Regions from separate parts of the Mus musculus genome. Here region 1 is linked to region 2. A link is a contact called in public HiChIP or PLAC-seq data. All regions are on one chromosome and are shown on one strand. The core of a region is the stretch at or near the end of the contact, and the rest is flanking DNA. Distances in the headings are between cores, read along the strand shown. Region 1 overlaps Fmnl3 (formin-like 3). Region 2 has its middle 16 kb from the start of 4930578M01Rik.

Region 1 (7,429 bases), core at 3,948-6,447, 330 kb before region 2:
GCCTCAAACTCAGAGATCTGCCTGCCTCTGCCTCTTGAGTGCTGGGATTAAAGGTGTGCGCGACTACTGATTGGCACGTGTAGTACCTTGTACCGCATGACCTATGTGTATATGACGGACATGTGGAATGTTAACGAAGGCTTTGTAACACCTTTGTGCTTCCTACTCGTAGTGAATCTTGCTTGTATTTGTAAGTATTTTGTGTGGGTATGTGGGGCGCCTTTGCTGTGATGTCCTCAGAGGTCAGGAGACAGCTTGCAGGACTTGGTTCTTCTCTGCTCTGGGGCGTAAACCCAGGACAGACTTGGTAGCGGGCAGTGGGCACCTTCACTCATGAGCCACCTCACTGGTTATTAATTCACAGTTCAAATAAGGTTAATTTTGACTCACTAGATTGATTCCATGTCCTTTAGTTTGAAAAATATTGTTCAACCAAGCTTGACAGTGGGGAGGCAGGAAAAGTGCCCCCCTCCATGATGCCTTTGCTGCAGGCAGCTGTAAAGGGGAGGAGGGGAGCTCACACCTGCCCTGCCCTCCAGGTGCAGGTATGTGGGAGCACTCAGTTTGTTAACTCAGATTCTCTCCTCAGAGCTCTATGAACCTGCCTCCTGACAAGGCCCGGCTGCTGCGACAGTATGACAACGAGAAGAAGTGGGATCTGATCTGTGACCAGGTATGAGCTTGGCATGAGCTTGGTATGACCAGGTATAAGCTTGGTATAAGCTTGGTATGAGCTTGGCATGACCAGGTATGAGCTTGGTATGAGCTTGGTATGAGCTTGGCATGAGCTTGGTATGAGCTTGGCAAGATCAGGAGGTGCAGTCTGTGTCTGCCTGGACAAGACAGTAAGGCCAAAGGGTTGACTGCTGTGCTGACAGGAACCAGCCGATTTGGCACAGTGTAGGCTGCCTTGGTTTCTAGGGGCTGCCTGGCTGAGATAGCTGGTAGCCTGTATGCCCATGAGAGGCTGCCCAGTGAACAGTGATGTCATGGTGGTTTGTGCAGGATCAGCTGTGGGCTAGGTGAGCAGTTAGTTTTCTCACAAAAGTTTGTCAGACTCAGGATTGTGCCTGGGCCTATAGGCTATGCTGAAGGACCCTCTTATTCTGGCCCAGACATGACAAACAGTGAGGGGTTGGCTTGGGGGGGGCCGTTGTACTGCTGCCACAGACTTTTAGGAGGAGGTTCCCTTGTCCCCTTGTCTGGGTTCTGAAATATCACTGTAACCAAGGACTGCAGCTATCTTGTATGGATAGTGTTTAGGACTGAGCAAGAAGAGAAAGTATTACTTTGCTGAGACACAAGATACTATAACACTCAGTGCCTGGGTCTGCACATGTTTGAAGGTCACAGGTCACGAGGCTTTGACTGCAGAGCTCGGTATGTTTTGGTAGGTCTGGAAGGACCTGGCACAGGGTATGGGCATTGTGTTTATCAAGCACTCAATTGCTTAGTGTTGTCATGAACAAGCTTTTTTTTTCAGGCTCTGAGCAAAAACATAATAGCTAATGTTGGGGGGCTGATTACCTATTAGGAGCCCCACACATGCTGAAATATCTCAATCTCACAAAACCCTGAGTAAGGTGTAAGGTGATTTCATTCAGAGAACCCACAGCCAGATTGGGCAAGACCAACAGGTGCCGGTCTTTATTAGCTGTTTTCTTCTACCATGACTTAGGCTTTCCCCGAGCTGGCAGCAAGGTCCTGAGGTCCAGGTTCTCACCAGAAAAGGCCTGTTCCTTAGGCTCTGCACTCAGCATTGAACTTGGAGAACAGCAGCCGTTTGGTGCTCAAGTGCTCTACTAGATAAGTTCTGTCCTTTCTAGGTGACATCATTTCAGTTTTTCTCGGGGTCCTTCATTTGTTTTTAGGTCCTGTTTCCTAGCATACTCCTAGACCCCTTTATGCGTTTCTTCCCCTGAGCTCTTCAGAGCGCTTCTTTGTGGAGGCCTTTGGAGGACCAGAATGCCAAGGGGTTTGCTGAGTTTCCTCGTGGGTAGACCTGAGTAGTGCTCTCTGTGGAAAGGTGTTGAGAGGTCACCCTGCTGAGAACTTCATTTGGTTGCTGGGCTCCATTTCCTGGGCAAAGAGCAGATAGGGTGTACTTGCTCTGAGCGTCAGCAACACAGCAAAACTAGTTGAGCCGCAGCTACAGAGTTTAGAGCCACAAAAACTAGATTCTTTGAGGCAAAGCTCCCTCCCTGTGGCTTTCCTGTCAGTTAGCCAATCACGTATTTGCTTTAGGTACTAATCACAGCTCTGTAGTCCTGCATCTTAGCAAGTGGTAGACTCTTAAAATAGCTTCTGACATAAAGCACTTTAGGTGTTAGAGAGCACTGAGCGGAAGAGGAGACTACAGCCGCAGTTAGGACATGCGTAAGGATCGTCAAGGAAGGGAACTTAGGGTTTGGATGGTGCCAAGGGACAACTAGAGGCTGAGTTCCCTCAAATTGAGCAGTGTAGGCATCCTCCTTCCTTAGCACCCTCCATGAACATTGTGTTTCTGTGTGCATACATGTGCGTTTTCCTTTCAGGAAAGATTTCAAGTAAAGAATCCTCCCCACACCTATATCCAGAAACTCCAGAGCTTCTTGGACCCCAATGTAACACGGAAGGTAAAGTACAAGACAGAAAGTCCCTGTTTAGGCACAGACCTTTTGCCTTGACATTGATTCTTGATTAATGGGAGTTGAATATCCGGGCTTTGAGGTCTAAAGTGACTGTCCAGAGCTAGAGGGAAGCCTGTAATTGCACTCCCTGTGTTTTCTTCTCTGCCTCCTTTATTTATAGTATAAAATTGGATAGCTGGGTATGGTAGTGTATGGCTGTGATACACTTAGAAGACTGAGGCAAGAGGATTGTGGGTTCCAGACTAACCTGAGCTACATCGCAAGATGCTGCATACATCCTCCTCAAACATAGACAGGGTTGAGAAAGAGGTTAGAGAGATGACTCAGCAGTTAAAAGACCATGCTGTTTTCCCAGAGGAGCCAGCCTCAGTTCCTAACATCCACAGCGTCTTACAACTCTTGTAACTGCAGTTCCCAGAACTCCAGTGTTGTCTTCTGGCCCCTTTAGGCAGTGCATGCACACGGTCCATAGACATGCAGGCAGGCAAAGCACTCATACACAAAAATATAAATAAATAAAATCGAGAGGGGGCAGGCGTGGTGGTGCATGACTTTCATCGAAGCACTCAGGAGGCAGAGGCAGGGAGCTCTCTGAGTGTGAGGCCAACCTGATCTACACAGTGAGTTCCAGGACAGCCAAGGCTACACAGAGAAACCCTGCCTTAGAAAAAAAGAAAAAAAAGGAAAAGAAAGATGGTTGGCAGGGAATGCCCATCAAGTGACAGAGGCTCCCTGTTTACAGAAGTTCCGGAGGAGAGTGCAGGAGTCCACTAAAGTCCTACGGGAGCTGGAGATCTCACTTCGCACCAATCACATTGGGTAAGTCAGGTTTGTCATCTGCTCTCCCTGACACCAGACACTGCCTCCCACACAGGTTTGGGTCCCCTTTTTTGGTTTATCCTTCCGGCCATGAATAGCATCTGGCTCCACAGAGCTTTAGACGTGCCATTTCTGGCTTTTCTGCCCTTCTGTACTGCCAGCTGCTGACCGGTTACTTCTGGCAAGCTTGGGGCCTCTCTTGGGGTCCTGTGGCTTTGACTGGAAGACATTCCCATAGCAGCTGAGACCAGAGTCTGCCTGTGGTCTGGTACTGGGCCAAGAAAGGCCTGGCAAAGGTTGGGACGTGAGATGTATTATATTGAACAATGAAATTAGTTACTAATTGGTGACTAGTTAGATTTTTTGGTATAGAGATTACTTATTTGTTTGAAAGAAAATAATCTTTGTACATGAGCAGAAGAGGCTTCCTAAAGCACTGGAGGTGTAAGACAGGATCAGGCGTTGGCTGTCTCCCGTGCTCACAGATCCTATTGCTGCCAGTGCGCTGAGTGGGCCCCAGGGTCTGTGCAAGACTTTCAGCCTGATCAGGGAACCAGGGGTTGCTGAGGAAGCTAAGGGCTGATGCTGAGGCTCAGGGAGAGTACAGCGCCTCTGTCCCATGAAGCTGTTCCAGCAAGAGTAAGAAACAACTGGAAAGAGTGGCCACACAGAAGGGACAGTGAACTAAGACCGCAGCACTTCAGGTAGGGGTGCCTCAGTGAGAGCAGTGAAGGGTGAAGTGGGTTTCTGGGTAGATGCCAGCCTGCGTCCCTGAGCTTTCTGAGAGTAAGGTGGAAAGAGCCACTGACATCACCAGCTTTTCCTCTTTTGTCAAGCGCAGCCTACGTGTCTGCCCCAGGCCTGATGTGCCTGGACCCCTTTAGAGGGAGAGGACATCTGTATGTAGCCAGCTGCAACAGCACTCAGAAGGGAAGCAGCACAGGAGAGGACAGGAAAGGGACCCTTCCTGGTGTTGGGAGCTGCGCTGTGGTAGCCAAAGCATGGCTTCCACACTACAGTCATCTGTGACCCAGACATGGAAAGCCACCAAGAAAGGTGTGGCCAAACCCTGCTGTCCCCACTCCCACCCTTAAGAATCTCACAGAAGGAAAACTAGGAGAGTGCATCACTTAGGCTTTGTGTGTGGTTGAGAGTGACACTGTGGCAGTCCTGAGCACCCCGGGCCTCTCTCAGGCCTTGCCGTCTTCTCTAAGTCCTGCTGTAACTGGTGGGAGGATGGGGGGTCTGCTCTCCTTGGCAGAGGAGCACAAAGAAACAGTCCCCTGTGGTTAGCACAGTTCCAGGCCCCAGGGCTTCTTAGCATTGGCTCACAAGTTTGAGGTCTAGACCCAGCCCTTGGTTCCCAGGGAAGAGTTAAGCCCGTGCCATCTAATCTGAGGCTTCTCTGGGTAGTTCTATGAGGAGACAGGATCCTTCTCTTCAGGAAGCTTGTCAGGCTAGTCAGGGGTGGAAGGAGGCCAGGACCAAGTGAGAAGGGGATCCTGCTTTGCTTACAGCCAGATGGACGGGGTCCTGCAGGAGTGAGGCCCGCGGTGTATGGGGTCTCTTGCTCTGGGCTGAGGCTGCCTGAGTAGGATTCCAGGGCCCTCTAGCTCTTGTGGTTTGTATTGGTTTTCTGCCTTGTCAAAGTGCCCTTTAACCTCCCCTCAAAGTGTCAGGATCCCTAAAATAGCAGTGTAGACTCAGACAGGAAATGAGAAGGGGGTGGGGAGCTGGAGAGCAGACAGACAGGAAATGGGAGGCCTGTCGGCCCCCAGAGAGGAAGCTAACTTGAGGCAGCTCCAGTGTCAGCTTCAGCTGGAGCTTTGCTGGCAAATCAGCCAAGCCTGGTGCTCTAGCGCCAGCCTCTCAGCTGCGGGTGTGGCTAGCCAGGATGGAGCTGGTGTTCCAGCTGTGGGGTAGACACAGCCCTGCAGGGCAGTTTGGACACAGCTGGACTATGTAGTTCCATGGACATTTCAGGAGGACTAGAGTACTCAGGAGAACAAGGCTTCCATCCTGAGGGGTTTAATGTCTCTGCACTGAAATAGACCTGTCACAACCCCCCACCAATTCTAAGGGAGTTTGCTCTTCACTTTTATTCCAGAGTTAGCATAGGCCAAAGGGAAAGCAAAAATGCCCCAGGTCATTGTCCTCCTGTCTGCTCACCTGCCTGCCTTTCCACATTGCCATCTTCCTGGGAGAGCCATGACTGGAGCGTGTATGTTCCCTAAGCTTTTTTGGTTCTGCCGGACCCACTCCAGCCGAACACAGAACTCTCACAACCATCTTTGCTCATTGCTTCTCAAAATTGAACTCAGCGGTGAGCCCTCTGGCCCTGTAAGGCTCTCTTTGAGATTTATGGCACTAGGGACTTGCAGGCTTTTCCAGGCCCAGCTCTGTGAGTGGTGAATGCTCTGGATGCCTCCCCAATTCCTCCAGCACATGGTGGAAAAGGACTTCATGCCTAGCATTGTATCAGATCAAAGGGACACAGGAAATAATGGGGTTATAACCTGGCCCAAGAGGAGAGACTGGCTAGAATCTCATCTGGCTGAAGCCCATTTGTGATGTATTCTCCTGCCTCTGGGAAGTCCAGGCTGGCAGCATGACCACATAGGGGCCTGTCATAGGTTATGGTTTTCAGGATTTTCTCAGCCTGATAGTAGGTTCCAGTAGCATGCAAGAGAGCAAATTTATTGAGGGCTAGATTGCTGGGTCAGAGCCTCCACCAAACCAAGCCAGTTTGCACACTACATCCACTGTGTTTGCTGTATCTGCAGGTGGGTGAGGGAGTTTCTCAATGATGAGAACAAAGGCCTGGACGTGCTGGTGGATTACCTGTCATTTGCCCAGTGTTCTGTCATGTAAGTACCACAGGGCAAAGGTTGGGGACTCACTGGGAAGCAGACAGTCCCCATCTATTTAGAAGAAGGATGAGGGCTGGGAATGCAAGCCAGCAGAGCATTGCCTGCCATGTGCTGAGGCTGAGGTGTCAGGCTCCAGCATGGGGGAAATGTGGGGTGGGAAAGAAAAAGGAAGAGTGAGATTCCAACAGAGAAGGTGGGCATGGGCATCCCCAGAGCAGGAGGAAGTAGCTCAAGTGTTGCTGCAGACATGAGCAGGCAAGACAAGGGAATAGCAGGCATCAGCAAGGACTGGAAAGTTAGCTGGAGTAGAAGACATGTTCTAGGGAGCATGAAGAGAACAGTCCGGCAAGGGAGCTTGGAGTCAGAAGCCAAGTGATCCAAGTACCAGGCTGCAGGACCTCCAGGAAATAGCCTGGATCCTCAGGAGACAGGCTCCTTAGGGTTTCATCATTTCAACAACATTGAGTCTTCATGAGGCAGCTTGGGCCCTGAGATGTGAGAGGGTGACTATAGGCCTATTGTTGAGGAAGGCCAGTGAGCGTGGTGACCTTCGACCCGAACAGATCGAATAAGTATTTGGGAGCATTTTCAAGACATCCTTTTCATATGGAGGGAGTTAGCTGTTGGTTAGCACAGGAGAGCAAGCATGGTGAGGTGCAGTGAATGAGAGCTTTTGGAGTCAAAGTTGTGTTGTGCACTATCTGTGGAACCTCAGGTACCTTTGTCCTCCTGACTAAACAAATTAGATGGGAAGGTGTGTATCCCTCTTAGCCTCCTCCCCTGGTGGCTGCTCTGCTGTTAGTTATCACCCAGGTGATAAGCCTGCCTCTAATCTTTGGACATAGAGAAAGAAGGCTAACTGTGATAGTAAATGAAGTTAGCAGCATATGCAGGCTTACACTTTAGTTAGACAAGTCAGCCTAAGGAGGACAGTCCAGGTTTGCTCTCAGCTTCCCATGGGTCCCGAACTGAAAGTCCCTAGTCTGCAGAAATCCGGGTCTTGAGCCTTGGACCTTGCCTAGACATCTGCTTGTCCACTGTCCCTGCCCTTATGGCTCTTCTTGGTCCAGTGTGTTTCCTCCAGGGGACCTAGCAATGTCTCCCAGGTTT
Region 2 (6,661 bases), core at 2,098-4,597:
ACCAACAAAAAGATTAAAAAACAAACAAACAAACAAAAACAGGCTCACAGTCCAGTTTCCTGACGGTTCACCCATTACTACATTCATTGCTACATTCCCCACTCCATTTTCTTAGCTGTGAGCATCTTCCCTGAGTCCCTCAGGAGAGAGCTAATGTTGCTAACAGTAGAGCTGGTCAATTTCACCCACCTGGGCTTGGGGACTTGGCAAAGAAAACCATGGGAAGCATTGACTGACACAGACCCGGAGGCACTCAGGATCAGCCATGTTCCAGTAGGCAACACCATTGATAAACGTAGGGAGAGGCGTTATGCACACTCTGCGCAGGTGCCAAGGCTCCAGACCTTCTAACCCCGCCCCACTTACAGAGGGTGCTGATTGGCTCAAACGTTCAAAATAACTCCATGGAGGTAGGTGAATGTAAGAAGGCACGGCAGCAGCGAAGGCAGAACACTGGACCACATCGCTTGAGGGAGTAGGGAAGGCGTCATCAACAAGGCCAGGGCTTGGCCTCCATCTTCCAGACGTAAGACAAAGTTTTTACTGTTCATTTCATTTAAACATCCTAGCGTGTCGTCATGGAGACAGATATTCTCAGCTGCCCAGCAAACCAAAGTTCAGAGAGTTCTTGGAGGACCAAGATGGAGGGAAAGGACCTACGAATTGAGATGAACGCCTGGGATAAGATGGGAGGTCATCCCACGGGAACCAGTCTGTCATGCGAGGAGTGGAGCTGTCTTGGCGACCAACTTGCAAGGGAAGCCCAGGAGATTTGTGGTTCAAGCTGACCGATTTCAGAGCTGAGGCCAGAGCTATCAGGTCAGTCCCAGGATCCATATCAGGTTCTTTACATCCTGAAGCCCCTGGTCGCTGCCAAGGCGCAGGAGGACACTGGCCAGGAAGAATGCAGTGAGCGATCAGGAAAGGGTGGGTGATTCTGAGCTATAACATTTTGCTTTTGCATTTTGTTTTGAGGCAAGGTCCTTTTAGGTAGTTCTAGCTGTTCTGGAGTTTGCTATGTAGACCAAGCTGTCCTGGAACTCATAGAGATCTTCCTGCCTCTGACTCCTAAGTGCTGAGATTAAAGGCATGCACCTTTATGACTGACTAGCCATACCATTTTGGCCAAGTAGCTGGAAAGATTGGAGTTGATTAGCCAAACCATTTCATGGTGTTTGAAAAGCAACAAGAAGCCAGCCGTGATGGCGCACACCTTTAGTTCCAGTGAGGCCAGTAAGGGCTACATAGTGAGACCCTGTCTCAAAAACCAAACAAACAGGACTGGAGAGATGGCTCAGTGGTTGAAAGGCTGTCTGCTCTTCCAGAGGACCTTGGTTTGGTCCCCAGCACCCACTTGGTGGCTCGGCTCACAGCTATCTGTAACTCTACTTCCATGGATTCTGATGCCCTCTTCTGGCCTTCATTAGCATTGCACACATAAGTAAAAAAAATTTTTTTAAATAAAGATGAGTTTCTTGATTAAAAACTGTATCCTTGGGACTGGCGAGATGGCTCAGTGGGTAAGAACACTGACTGCTCTTCCGAAGCTAGCATGCCTTTGACATGGCTGCTTAGGAGGCCAGGGCAGATCACAAGTTTTTTTTTTTTTTTTTTTTTTTTAAAGATTTATTTATTTATTTATTATATGTAAGTACATTGTAGCTGTCTTCAGACACTCCAGAAGAGGGGGTCAGATCTTGTTACGGATGGTTGTGAGCCACCATGTGGTTGCTGGGATTTGAACTCTGCACCTTCGGAAGAGCAGTCGGGTGCTCTAACCCACTGAGCCATCTCACCAGCCCCCAGATCACAAGTTTTATTTAATTTAACTTCACTTAAGCATGTGGAGTCCTGAGTTAACTGTGCAGTGTTGTCATGGGAGCATGACCACGGCAAGGATGTCAATGCCTCCCCTGCTTGGGATTGAAGCTGCCTCCTCCAAGGGTCTACATGCCTGGTTCCCAGGCTGCTGGTGGTACAGTTCTCTGCGGGGCCGTGGGTGTGGGGGAAAGAGGGGAATGGGAGAGAGTCCACGACCCGCCAGAGTTCTGGTGTTCTGGGCGGGCGACACGGGAGGACTGCGCACGCTTTTCACGCGGCCCCAGGTGGACATCTGGGCTGTGTGAAGCCACTGAGCCCACACGGTGGGTGGTGGACAAGGGTCAGCCCTAGGTACCAGGTTCTCAGCCTCCGGCATCCCACGCTGGATACGGAGGAGGAGCTGAGAACAGAATAAGGGCCCCGGGGACAGCACTGGGCCCCGGGGATGAGGGGAGGAGAGTGCAGGGGGAGAGGGGGTCCTGGATGGTTCCCATGTGGGTGTGAGTCCTTGGTCAGATCCGTGGCTGGAGCACGGGATGGCCTTCTGGCGGGAGGTTAGACACCGGGCTCCCATCCTTCAAGCACGTGGAGAGAGGGGGAAAGGGAGAGAGAAGTAGGGCTAGAGAGTAAGAAAGGTAAGAGCTTAAGAGAGCTAGGAGGGTCCAAGCAGCCCCTTTTATAGTGGGCTGGGCTATCTTGCTGTTGCCAGGTAACTGTGGGGAGGAACATATCTGGCTATAGACAGGTAACTGTGAGGGTGGAGTCTAGCCAGAATGCCCGAAGCTTGGCACATTGTCTGCAAGACTGATAGTCACAGAATTATGGACAGTCACCTGATTCTGGGAACGTGGCTCGCCTTTCCGTCCCTTGTAGATTTCTCTATTGGGTCACAGGAGCAAGCCCCATTCAACCAAAATAGGCTGCCTATCACAGTCCCACAGTTCTCCCCAGACCCTGCTTCTCCTTCCGTTTGCCTGTGTGTCTTTCTTCATCCCCTTGTTCCCCAAGTCAGGTTCCCCGGACCTTTCTGTGTAGGTCCAAACACTTAAAGACCAGGCCATCTCTTAACTGTAACCCTCAGTAAAATTGAAAAGTAAACTACATTCTGCCGACACACAGCGGCACAGAATAGAGATTATAGTTCCAAGAGGAGGAAGTGGGGCACAGTGAGGGAATCCTAGACCAAAGCAAGGCCGAAACCTGGCCCAGGCAAATCCCAAATCCTGTAGTCCATGTCTGATGTCACTGTTCCACTCCTGTGTGCAGCTCTCCTGGGCAGGTATCCCATGGCTCTGGGATCTCCAAAGCAGGGGCAGGTGGGTGGAGCTTTTTGAGTTCCAGGCCAGCATGGTCTGAGAGCTGGTTTCAAAAATTAAAGGGGGGGGGGGGTAGCGGAGGAGATGGGAGGGGTTGGAGAGGGGAGGTAAAGTGGGGAGGAAGAAGAGGAAGACAAAAGGTCAAAAGATAGCCCCAGGGCAGGCGCTGGCTTCTCAAGAATGCTGAGTCTGCAGTTCTCAACAGCCACGTGTGACTTAGGCAGCTCCCGTAGTTCCCGCTTTGCCGCTGCCTTCTGTCCAGAACAGAGCTGTCACATTCTCAGCAGAGCAGCTGCGACCCCACCAAGATCAGGCCGGCCTCCATTCCCTCATCCAACGACTCTCAGCCCAGGCTGCAGTCACACCCTCCTGGGCACCAGCCCCCGGTGCAGGGGATACTGCGCCAGCGGCTCTGGACTCCTGGGGTATTAGTATGTACAGGAAGTAAAAGATTCATCGTTAAAGCTATGCAGCTTTCAGGAGGCTGGCTCCTACGCGGGGGCGGGTCTTCGGGATTCGGCTGTTTGGGGGTCACCCATGTTCAGATAAACTCACTGACTCATCAGAAGTTCAACTTGGGTGGAATTGGTCCTTGGTGTGCTGGCGCCCTCTGTGGAAAGAACGGGCCTTTGTGTCTCCCGGGCGGGGGTGGGGGGGGGTGGGGGTGGTGGACGGACGACAAGGTATCAGTGGCTCAGAGGGGGATGAAGGAATGTTTTTATTTTGAGACAGGGTTTTATTATATAGCCAGGGCTGGCCTAAGCTGGCTGTGGAGAGAACTCTAGGCAATCCTTTCTCTGCCTTCCAAGCGCTAGGATCACGGGAATGTGCCGCAGTGTCTTGCATGGTTTTTCATTTTCCTCTCCTTTTGAGACAGGGTCCCCTGTAGCTGAGGCTGGCCTTCGCCCAGCTGCCCTCTCTTCCTAAGTCTCCTGTCTCCTCCCACTGCTCCCCTCTGCTTTCATACATGGGATCACAAGGCAGCTTTTCAGGGACACGGGACACGATTATAGGTTGATAAGATAAAACATAGGTCAAGTTGTGTGGAAGCTCTTTCCTGTAAGATTTATTTGGGAGCAGGAGAGATGGCTCAGAGGCTAAGAGCACCAGCTGCTCTTGCAGAGGATATAGAGTACAAATCCCAGCTCCCACACGGTGGCTCACAACCATCCCAACTCCAGTTCCAGGGGATGCAACCCCTCATCAGACAACTGTGGCAACCAGGCAACACATATGGTGTACATACACTCAAACACATAGATAAGTCTTTTTAATAAACGGTTTTAAAGTATTCTCACACAGTAAAAGAATTGTAAGCTTGAGATCCATGCTAATGTTTGCTGCCCCCTACTGGAATCTTTTGGGAGAAAACCCCGAGTCCTGGTTATGCATTCAAATAAAAATAACCCTGCGTGGACAGTTAGCTGATGTTACCTTCTAGTGGACATTTTCCAGAACTCGCCATACTCCGTCTCTCATTTCAGAGATTGGAGGCACGCTTCTGCTCTTCTACGTGGCCTTGGTAACTCCAGGCCCTGGGGGCTCCTCTCAGGCCCCGGTCTCCACAGAGCAACCTGAGGGCACCAGGAAGTGTCTTCTTAGAGGTGTCTTTGGCTCTGACATTCTGAGACACCTGTCGTAACTGCTGAGCCGTCTCTCAGCCCAATATAATCAAATATTTTGTATTCTAAAAGTATAACCTTGGTGGGTTTGAGGTTGGGTTTGTTTGTTTGTTTGTTTGTTTTTTGTTTTTCAAGACAAACTCACTCTGTAGACCAGGCTGGCCCCAAACTCAGAAATTCGTCTGCCTCCCAAGTGCTGGGATTAAAGATGTGCACCACCATGCTGGGCGAGGGTTTTTTTTTTTTTTTTTTTTTTAAGATTTATTTATTGTTATTTATATGAGTACACTGTAGCTGTCTACAGACACACCAGAAGAGGGCATCGGATCCCATTACAGATGGTTGTGAGCCACCATGTGGTTGCTGGGTATTGAACTCAGGACCTCTGGAAGAGCGGTCAGTGCTCTTAACCGCTGAGCCATCTCTCCAGCCCGAAGGGTTATTATTGCTTTTTATACAGTCTCCTATATCCTAGTTGACCTCAAATGATAAATAGATAGATGATAGATAGATAGATAGATAGATAGATAGATAGATAGATAGATAGATAGATGATAGATAGAGGAGGCTGACCTTGAACTACAAATCCTCCTGCCTCCGTAAGTGCTAGAATTGCAGGCATATGCTCCCACATCTGATTTATGTCGTGTTAAGGATCGACCCCCTGGACCTGTTGCCTGCTTGGCAAGCATTCTGTCTGCTGAACTAATGATTCCCATAATTCCCAGCTTTCCTGTTAGCAGTTTTGTTTGCTTGTTTGGTTTTTCAGAAGGCTCTTTTGAAAAATGTGTATGAGTGGGGTGTTGTGTTTTTGTTTTTGTTTTTGTTTTTGTTTTTTCGTGTAAGTTTGTACCACATGCACTTGGTGTCAAAAGAGACCAAGAGAGAGTGTGTCAGATCCCTTGAAACCGGATAGTTACTGATAGTTACGGATAGAAACAGATAGTTACAAGCTGTCATTTGTGCACTTGGAACAGAACTTAAGTCCTCCTTGCTAAGGGCAATAGGTTCTACGAGAACTAGCCGTCTCTCCAAGCTCCCTAGACAAGTTGTTTGTTTTTGTTTCCTTTTCAAAATTGAGTCTCACTAGGTAGCCCTGGCAGACTTGGATCTCTGTAGACCAGCCTGGCCTCGAACTTGGGGATCTGCCCGCCTCTGCCTCTGGGTGTTGGTACTAAAGGCATGCATCACTATTGCCTAGGTTTCCTTGTGAGGATTTTTTAAAAGATTTATTTATTTATTTTATGTATATAAGTACACTGTAGCTGTCTACAGACACACCAGAGGAGGGCATCGGATCCCATTAGAGATGATTGTGAGCCACCATGTGGTTGCTGGGATTTGAACTCAGGACCTCTGGAAGAGCAGTCAGTGCTCTTAACCGCTGAGCCATCTCTCCAGCATCTGAGAATTTTATTTTATTTTATTTAGAAAATTCGTGTCTCAGTTCCTTTTCCTGTGGCTGGGATAAAACAGCAAACAAAGGCAACTTAGCAGAGGAGAAAGGGTTTATTGTTTCCTGTGGTTCGCGGTTCTGTAGAGGGCACGAGGTCCTTGTGTTCACTGAAAAGTACTGGAACAGATACTGTCAGCCTTCCTGAGGCTGCAGCCCTTTAACACAGTCCCTCATGTTGTGATGACCCCCAACCATAAAGCTATTTCATTGCTACTTCATATCGGCAACTTTGCTGCTCGGAATGATAAATGTCTCATATGCACATTATCTGAGATTCGACCCCCACCCCCACCTCCACCCCCACTTGAGAGGCCAGGGAAGGTAAACACTCGGGGAAGAGATGAGATTATAACCTACCTCTTCTCCACCCAGGAGGCTGGGAATGGGTGTGGTTAGTAGCCAGGGTGACCTCTGTCCTATATGGCTGAGAACACACTGGATCTTTC

What was found. HiChIP or PLAC-seq counts read pairs in DNA pulled down with a chosen protein or histone mark.
Region 1: an H3K4me3 HiChIP or PLAC-seq map of bone marrow-derived macrophages shows a contact between it and region 2, with 2.6 times the contacts expected there. The contact joins two enhancer-like sites. A contact is called at or near these places in 2 of 115 datasets of contacts at active chromatin or transcription factors (bone marrow-derived macrophages and extraembryonic endoderm stem cells).

The regions. Positions count from the first base shown.
Region 1 is chr15:99,330,874-99,338,302 of GRCm38.p6, reverse strand. Fmnl3 (formin-like 3) reads left to right here. Exons shown (of 27, transcript NM_011711.2): 2 at 590-673; 3 at 2,535-2,615; 4 at 3,373-3,449; 5 at 6,233-6,316. Among named protein-coding and RNA genes, the nearest start is that of Gm22951, 34 kb to the left of the region's middle. Within about 2 kb of position 5,197, at least 292 of the 459 cell types and tissues checked have an H3K27ac peak or open chromatin away from gene starts, as enhancers often do. A contact at or near this core is called in bone marrow-derived macrophages, where this site is marked.
Region 2 is chr15:98,998,532-99,005,192 of GRCm38.p6, reverse strand. No RefSeq gene overlaps it. Among named protein-coding and RNA genes, the nearest start is that of 4930578M01Rik, 16 kb to the right of the region's middle. Within about 2 kb of position 3,347, at least 44 of the 459 cell types and tissues checked have an H3K27ac peak or open chromatin away from gene starts, as enhancers often do. A contact at or near this core is called in bone marrow-derived macrophages, where this site is marked.